Regions from separate parts of the Bicyclus anynana genome. Here region 1 is linked to region 2. The links are chromatin contacts, called in public Hi-C maps. All regions are on one chromosome and are shown on one strand. Each heading gives the region's core, a stretch centred on a gene start, on an enhancer-like site or on the middle of the called end of the contact. The rest is flanking DNA. Distances are from core to core; before and after follow the strand shown. Region 1 overlaps LOC112054562 (monocarboxylate transporter 13). Region 2 holds the start of LOC112054562 (monocarboxylate transporter 13).

Region 1 (3,367 bases), core at 176-2,675, 43 kb before region 2:
ACTATATTCTCAATATTATTTTGATTTTGGTGTGACATCAATAATTTTGTGTATAATTTGGAATATTTTTATAATCTAAGGCCAAAACCCAGCCAAAAGCAAGATTCACATTTCGACAAGTAAAAGTAATCCCCAAAAGCAAGCATTTACCCACACAATGGACATATACTCTATATACTCACATGTTTCCTTCCTTTGTTAGGTTTGTTTTATTAGAGTAATAATTATTTTTATTAGCCTATTTTAATGGCCCATACAGGGCCAGACCTTAGAGGGACCAGTAGAGGGTAAGTTAGCTTAGACCCACCACGCTGCTAAAATACGCTGTGGCGTGGTTAATAGTCACTGTTATTTTAAAGATTATAACGCGTCGTGCCAACATGCGAACGGTGAAGAGAACGACCCAGAAGTGAATCAACAATTATATATTATTATTATTATTATAATCAATTTAATTTTTTATTTCCAACTTGCGCGTCAAACTGTAATGTAGACTAAACATAGAAGTATGTTCAATATATTTACGTCTACGGAGGATATCCCATGCGTTATCCAATGCATATCATCCAAAGGCGTGGATACATGCATCAAAGCATTGCTAACCCTATTTACCGTACCCGTTATAATAATATATAGGATAGATAATGCCTATTCACTCTTAAAAGATACCCAAGCATTTCTTCTCCGTAATAATCTTCAATCAAACGAGACACAAAGTCCAGCACCAAGCAACCCTATGGTCTAAGATGAGACATGCTTGCGTAGAAGATACATATTCACTCTCGTTTAAAAATATACCCTGGATAAAAGTATTTCTTCGTAATATTCTTGAATTAAACGTGACAGCAAAGTCGAGAAACCTACAAGATACCTATTTACCCTTGTTTGAAAGGTACCCTAGTATTTCTTCTCTGTAATATTTTTCAATTAAAGGAGTCACCGAAACCCAGCTAGAAGATGCCTGTTCAATCTCGTTTTAAAAATACCTAAGTATTTCTTCTTCGTACTATTCTTCAGTTAAAGGAGTCACCAAAACCTAGCACTAAGCAACCCTATGGTCTAAGATAAAACATGCTTGTGTAGAAGATGCCTATCGACTCTTTTTTAAAAAATATCCAAGTATTTCTTCTCCGTAATAGAACTTAAGTAGCCACCAAAACCCAGCACCAAGCAACCCTGCGGTCGAAGATGTAACATGCTTGCATAGAAGAAGCCTATCGACTCTTTTTTTAAAAATACCCAAGTATTTCTTCTCTGTTATTCTTGAACTAAAATCGCCACCAAAACCCAGCACCAAGCAACCCTGTAATACAAAGGTGGTCTAAATACCCTTCGTTGGCGGCTGACCTCTCGGCGACGCTGTGCTTGCGCTGCGCGTCGAAGAAGGGCACGGAGCCGTTCTTGGGTAGGCCGGGCGCGTGCGCGCTGAAGGCCGGCGAAGACACGTTGCGCGACATGTGTTGAGCGTTCGCCGCGTTCACTGCGGCGCCGTTTTCACTCTGAAGCAAAGATATATCGGAGATTATAGTCCGGCAAGTTCGTTGATGCACCCCGCACCGGAAAGCGCAGTGTTGGTCGACCCCCCACTAGGTGGACCGAAGACATCAAGCGGGTTGCAGGGAGCCGCTGGATGCTGGCGGCTCGAGACCGTTTTGTTTGGAAGTCCATGCAAGAGGCCTATGTCCAGCAGTGGACGTCCATCGGCTGACAATGATGAAGTTCGTTGATGACACTCCCATGATATGCGGACGACGAGGGGAAGTGAGGTGCATCAGTCATGGGTTTTTCTTTATCATACATTTTGTATGAGGCACATCAGAAACCATCACGACATGTCACAACACATAGGTGTAAACGTTGCCATATAAAATGTATGATACCGATTCTGTTCTGATGCGTCGCGACACGACACGTCAGACAAATATAAATCCGGCTTTACACTGTTGGGGTTGTGCAAATGTAATGATTTTAAAATGTTGATGAAGGATTAAGGGAATGGGATGAAGGTTTCTGATATTCTTCTGATACACATGAAGTAGCAGATGTCTGCTTGTAGTAGGTATATACGATTATAAAATAATTGAAATGTTCTTTTAGTATATGAGCATTTGTAATAACGAACTAAAGCCAAAATCGATGTGAAATGTTTATCAACAAACAAAAGTAACAACAACAAATTGCCTACCTTTTTTTTGAGCTCATTGTCATCCGGTACCCTCGCCTCGGTGATGGTGGGTAAAGTAGGCACGGTGGGCACGCCCGGCATGTTTGGTATGGTGGGCACCCGCGCCAGAGCTTCCAAGTTCAGCGACGAGTGGACCCCCGGGTCTATGTTTAGTGGCGCCTGCAATATTATGCAATTTTTCCAATAAATCTCAATGCTAAATACAAAAGTGTTTGATTTACTGGGCGTCAAGAATTATGGCTGGTTTCGAGTGTGTACTGACTACTTAAAAATACGTCACAAATATGATACATACTTTTATTATTTACTGAAAAATATTTCTTTAATTTTTTTTGACTCATCAAATTTAATATAAAAAATATTTATTTCGTATAGTACCTACATGGAATAAGGGTCCGAAATATATAGATATTAAGTAATGTAATTTAAGGATTTCATATAAAAATAAGTTAAAAACTATGCACTTTTTAAATTTTTCCAGACTCCAAAAACGCAAGCGTCCATTTTGTGACAAACGATGTTACTTTATGTCACAAGACGATCGATTTAAGCTAAGGGGTTTTATTGAATAAATTAAATTTTAAATATACTGGCTGGCGTTCGCTCGAATTTGGCTGACACGCTGTCGCGTATCCGATATAAATACATGTCATGTCCTGTTAGATATTGAGCATAATGAGTGTGATATCTACCTTCAGTCTCTTCTCCATAGTGCCGTCAGGTAAATGTACAACGAAGTACGAGCCTCCTATCGAGCCTCGCTCCATTTGTAACCTCTTCTCTTCGGCCATGCGTTGCAGTAAAGGCTTTTCACCGGATGTCTGCAACGAAGACCTATTTTATAGTTCTTCGCCTGTCTATACGCCCACAACAATCATGTTACTGGGTCAAACTGGGCATACGGTTGATGAAAGATAAACTCATTCACTAAGAGCAAGTACACATTAGGCGCTCGGCGTTGAGTACATACACCGCGCTCAGCACGGCGTAATACGAGCGCAGTCTCAGAGAGATAGGCGCAGCTGACGCGCTTGATCAGAAGCGCAAGCTTGCATGTTTACAGTTACACCTTCGAACAACCTTTTTATCCTTAAAACGCGCGTTGTCAAAGCGCGCGCTTCGAAACGCCTAATATATACTCGCTCTAAATGTTGAAATGCATACGAATAAACGAAGAATACG
Region 2 (3,568 bases), core at 1,032-3,531:
TTTACAAACGCAGAGAATTAAGATAATTCTCTGGTATGCAGGTTTCCTCACGATGTTTTCCTTCACCGATTGAGACACGTGATATTTAATTTCTTAAAAATGCACACAACTGAAAAGTTGGAGGTGCATGCCCCAACCGGATTCGAACCCACACCCTCCGGAATCAGAGGCAGAGGTCATATCCACTGGGCTATCACGGCTCGTAAAAACTATATATACATAATTATATAATGGAATTAAAGACAAAATTGTGCATGTGTGTGTGTATTTATTTAAATCACTTTTTGCAGTGATTTTGTAGGGACATAACTGATATACTTATAGTATAAAATTATCGCATTGCCTATACTGTAAAAGTATATAGCATTGTAATAGGTACAGCTGGATATAGGTTGAAATCCATTTTAATAAATAACAAAGAAGAAAACAAACAAGAATTGCTATTGAAAATAACTAGTGAATCTGATTAGAAATCTATATAACAAATTGTGTAGTGTTATTGGATTTGAATTAAATTTAAAAACACAATTTTAGGCTTAAATGTGTCAAATTCGATTTATGGAAATACCAAATCAAATTCAATTTGTTTATTAATTATGTAACTAACTAACTGGTAAACCTACCTACTGTTATTCCTAATAAATGCAGCAAAACAATACAGTCGTTTGACATAAATAAACAATTACAGCGATGATAATATGAGTATGTAGGTAGGTAAATTGTATAAAATATATATGTAGTCAGTACTGTAGTATTCCCTTAACAAAGGTCTTTGTATTGTAATCTCAATACTGTATTGTTGGAATACTACTTAATTATCTACAAACAAATTAAATTATTTATGTTACTTACCCTTGAAAATGTTCTCAAACGATTAATTCGAGGATTCGATGGGATATTACTCAGGGACACTTTAGACATGTTCGTTTTTCAAAACTTCCACTAATACTCCTCTCAGCGACAACGGAAAATACTGCAGTGCAGCAGTCGGCCCGACCGCTAAGTTTAATATTCTAACACTCAATCCAACATCTGAACATCTAACACTTCAGTATTCTAATGTTTTTAATTTTAATTCTGACAGGCAAGAGCACAAATAAATCAATTAACACCACCCCATAGCGACAACCTTCAAACGAATTAGTTAGACCGTATAAAAATGCCCTATTTCTTACGTTTAATAGCACAGAATTGACTGGATTATGCCCAACAATTTTAAAAATAATATTCAGTTCAATGTTTAGCAGCAAGGTTGACAGATGTGCTTACGAGTACGACTGCTGAGTGCTGGGATACGTTTCGTTTCACACGCAGATATAGACGCATAAACGCAACACACAGTAACAATACCGGTAACGACTCCGAACTCCGACAGAGAACTGTCAAAGCGACAAAGATACTCGCGCCAAGTGCGTATGAATGAGTCAAGCGCGCGAAAATTGTATTTAGATTTAGAATAAAAAAATCTCAACGGCGAAGCTACCCTGTTGTTAAAGACAATTCACTCCAAAATAACTCCAAAATTATTTGAATTTTCAATTTACATTTCTACTTTTTTGTTTTCGAAATGAATTTCAGACGTTATTAAGTAAAATGTTTAAGTATTTGTACTATAATCTTTCCTTCATTAGATAAAAAATTATTTTACTTACAAACAATAAACTTATGTATGTACTTAGAATTATTAGAATATTTTACTTTGCATTTTATTATAACCTAATAAAAAATGAGAAAAATATTCAACGAAATTAAACATACGAGTAATGCGGCACCATAAAGGCTTTAATTTTATAATACTTAATTCTTAGTAAATTTAAATTGCGACAATGTTTCTGCAGGCGTTTTAGTAATATATTATACATATTTTGGGGTGTCATGTATACGTATGTAAGATGCCGTAAGATACGTATATTGTAAGGCTTTCAAGGTTTTTAATTCTGGAATTAAATGTTCTAATAAACAATGGGCTTAAATTAGCTTGTGTTTAATTTATAAATGCACCATTAGTCATAGACCATAGTCAGACAAGTTTCGATATAGAATAACATGTACGTAACACCTGTCTTTCGAAAAAAAATAGCTTTGCTCATGTATGACGTAACAAAAGCTTACCAATGACCGTTCGGTGGGGTTGGCATGAATACGGGGTTCGTCATCGTCGTCATCGGGGGTGCATTCGGCTCCAGCAGTCTGTCCCATGGTGATCGTGGACCGTAACTGCTGCGTTGGCGAGGCGTACAGGCGGCACGGGGCCGCACGCCGCGCGTCCTTCGCGCGACCGATGCCGCGCCGTTGTGCCTTGCACAAGTCCCGTTTACAGCATAGGGATTAACCCGTGGATATCGATAAAAAAAATATCGAGCTTTTGATAATTTGCTTTAGACATTGTAGGGTTCTGTTTCTTGACGATATTCTAGTTTATTTTCTTTTTTAAAAAAGAATATTTCCCATATTTTTAAATGTGACCAAATATTACCCATTCCCCTCCAACTAACGGAATTTTGGAGTGTAATGAACATAAAGTCATTTTGTCCGTATCGGTCAGAGGAATATTCGCGAAAAATAATAAATGAATCAATTTGTGTTATTCAATAACCTGATTTGCTTAATGATCACATTGTATTTCATCATTTTAAATTTCCTGCAATCTGTCGCCGTCCATCATATTTATATAAAACTTATTTTTAGGTAAACTTAGTAATAATATTACTAACCGATTTAAAACAAAAGGATGAAGTTCTCAATTCGACGCCTATGCTCTTTTTATTTTTTTATGTTTGTTACCTCATAACTTCATACATTGATTGACCTGGGGTTTATACTATATATTTCAAGCAAAAATAGAATTTTGTAAATCGGCCTAGGTGGGGAAAAAACCAATGAAAAATTTCGACGAATAGAAAACCTCCTCTTTCAAAATCATTGAAAAAGAGGTGAAAGTTTTCTCTTAATCTTTATGTATTACTTAATCTTTATGTAGTACATACCTAGCTATTGAATACAAAGTTATTCAGGTGACATACATTCTAGTTGATGGATGCTAAATATGGATGTAATTTTAAACATCTGCCTCGAATAATGCAGTTGTACGTATCTATTTGATCGATAAACTTCTAGATTGTTTATGCCATATTTCCTAAGAATCAGATTGGTATACCTACTTTATTATTAAAACCAGAACCAAAGTCAAACCGACAAATAAATAGAAGATATATTTGAACCTGTACCTGTAATCCTATAAATTGTAGACACTATAATCGACCAATCGTGGCCGAACCGGAAATATAACTCTATCATTCGTACCATCGCAACAAAAGAGACAGACAAACAACAAAAGAAACGATATATCCGATCCGGCGCTATTGGTCGACAATATGTCATGTCATTAATTTAGGTCATTTCATGTTTAGGTACACAGTAATATTATTTCTATCACCACAGAATACTTACATAATATATTAAAAGTCACCTAATACAATTGCACTGTAAAGACAAATGTCAAGCACGTTTATTTGATTTTCCAGACCGATCCGAGCGGGAGTCCCTCAGGGCGCCGTGCTCTCCCCGC

Evidence for each region. Hi-C and Micro-C count contacts between places; a contact is called where the count stands out from the background.
Region 1: a contact with region 2 is called in a Hi-C map of whole larva, with 1.9 times the contacts expected there. The contact joins the enhancer-like site here to the promoter of LOC112054562 in region 2. A contact is called at or near these places in 2 of 2 Hi-C or Micro-C datasets (whole body and whole larva).

The regions. Positions count from the first base shown.
Region 1 is chr13:9,212,554-9,215,920 of ilBicAnyn1.1, reverse strand. LOC112054562 (monocarboxylate transporter 13) reads right to left here. Exons shown (of 15, transcript XM_052884908.1): 5 at 2,878-3,006; 6 at 2,186-2,344; 7 at 1,348-1,499. Among protein-coding and RNA genes, the nearest start is that of LOC112054562, 43 kb to the right of the region's middle. Within about 2 kb of position 1,425, at least 5 of the 8 cell types and tissues checked have open chromatin away from gene starts, as enhancers often do.
Region 2 is chr13:9,170,105-9,173,672 of ilBicAnyn1.1, reverse strand. It overlaps LOC112054562 (monocarboxylate transporter 13), which reads right to left and starts at 2,281. Exons shown (of 15, transcript XM_052884908.1): 1 at 2,113-2,281. The coding sequence starts at 2,199.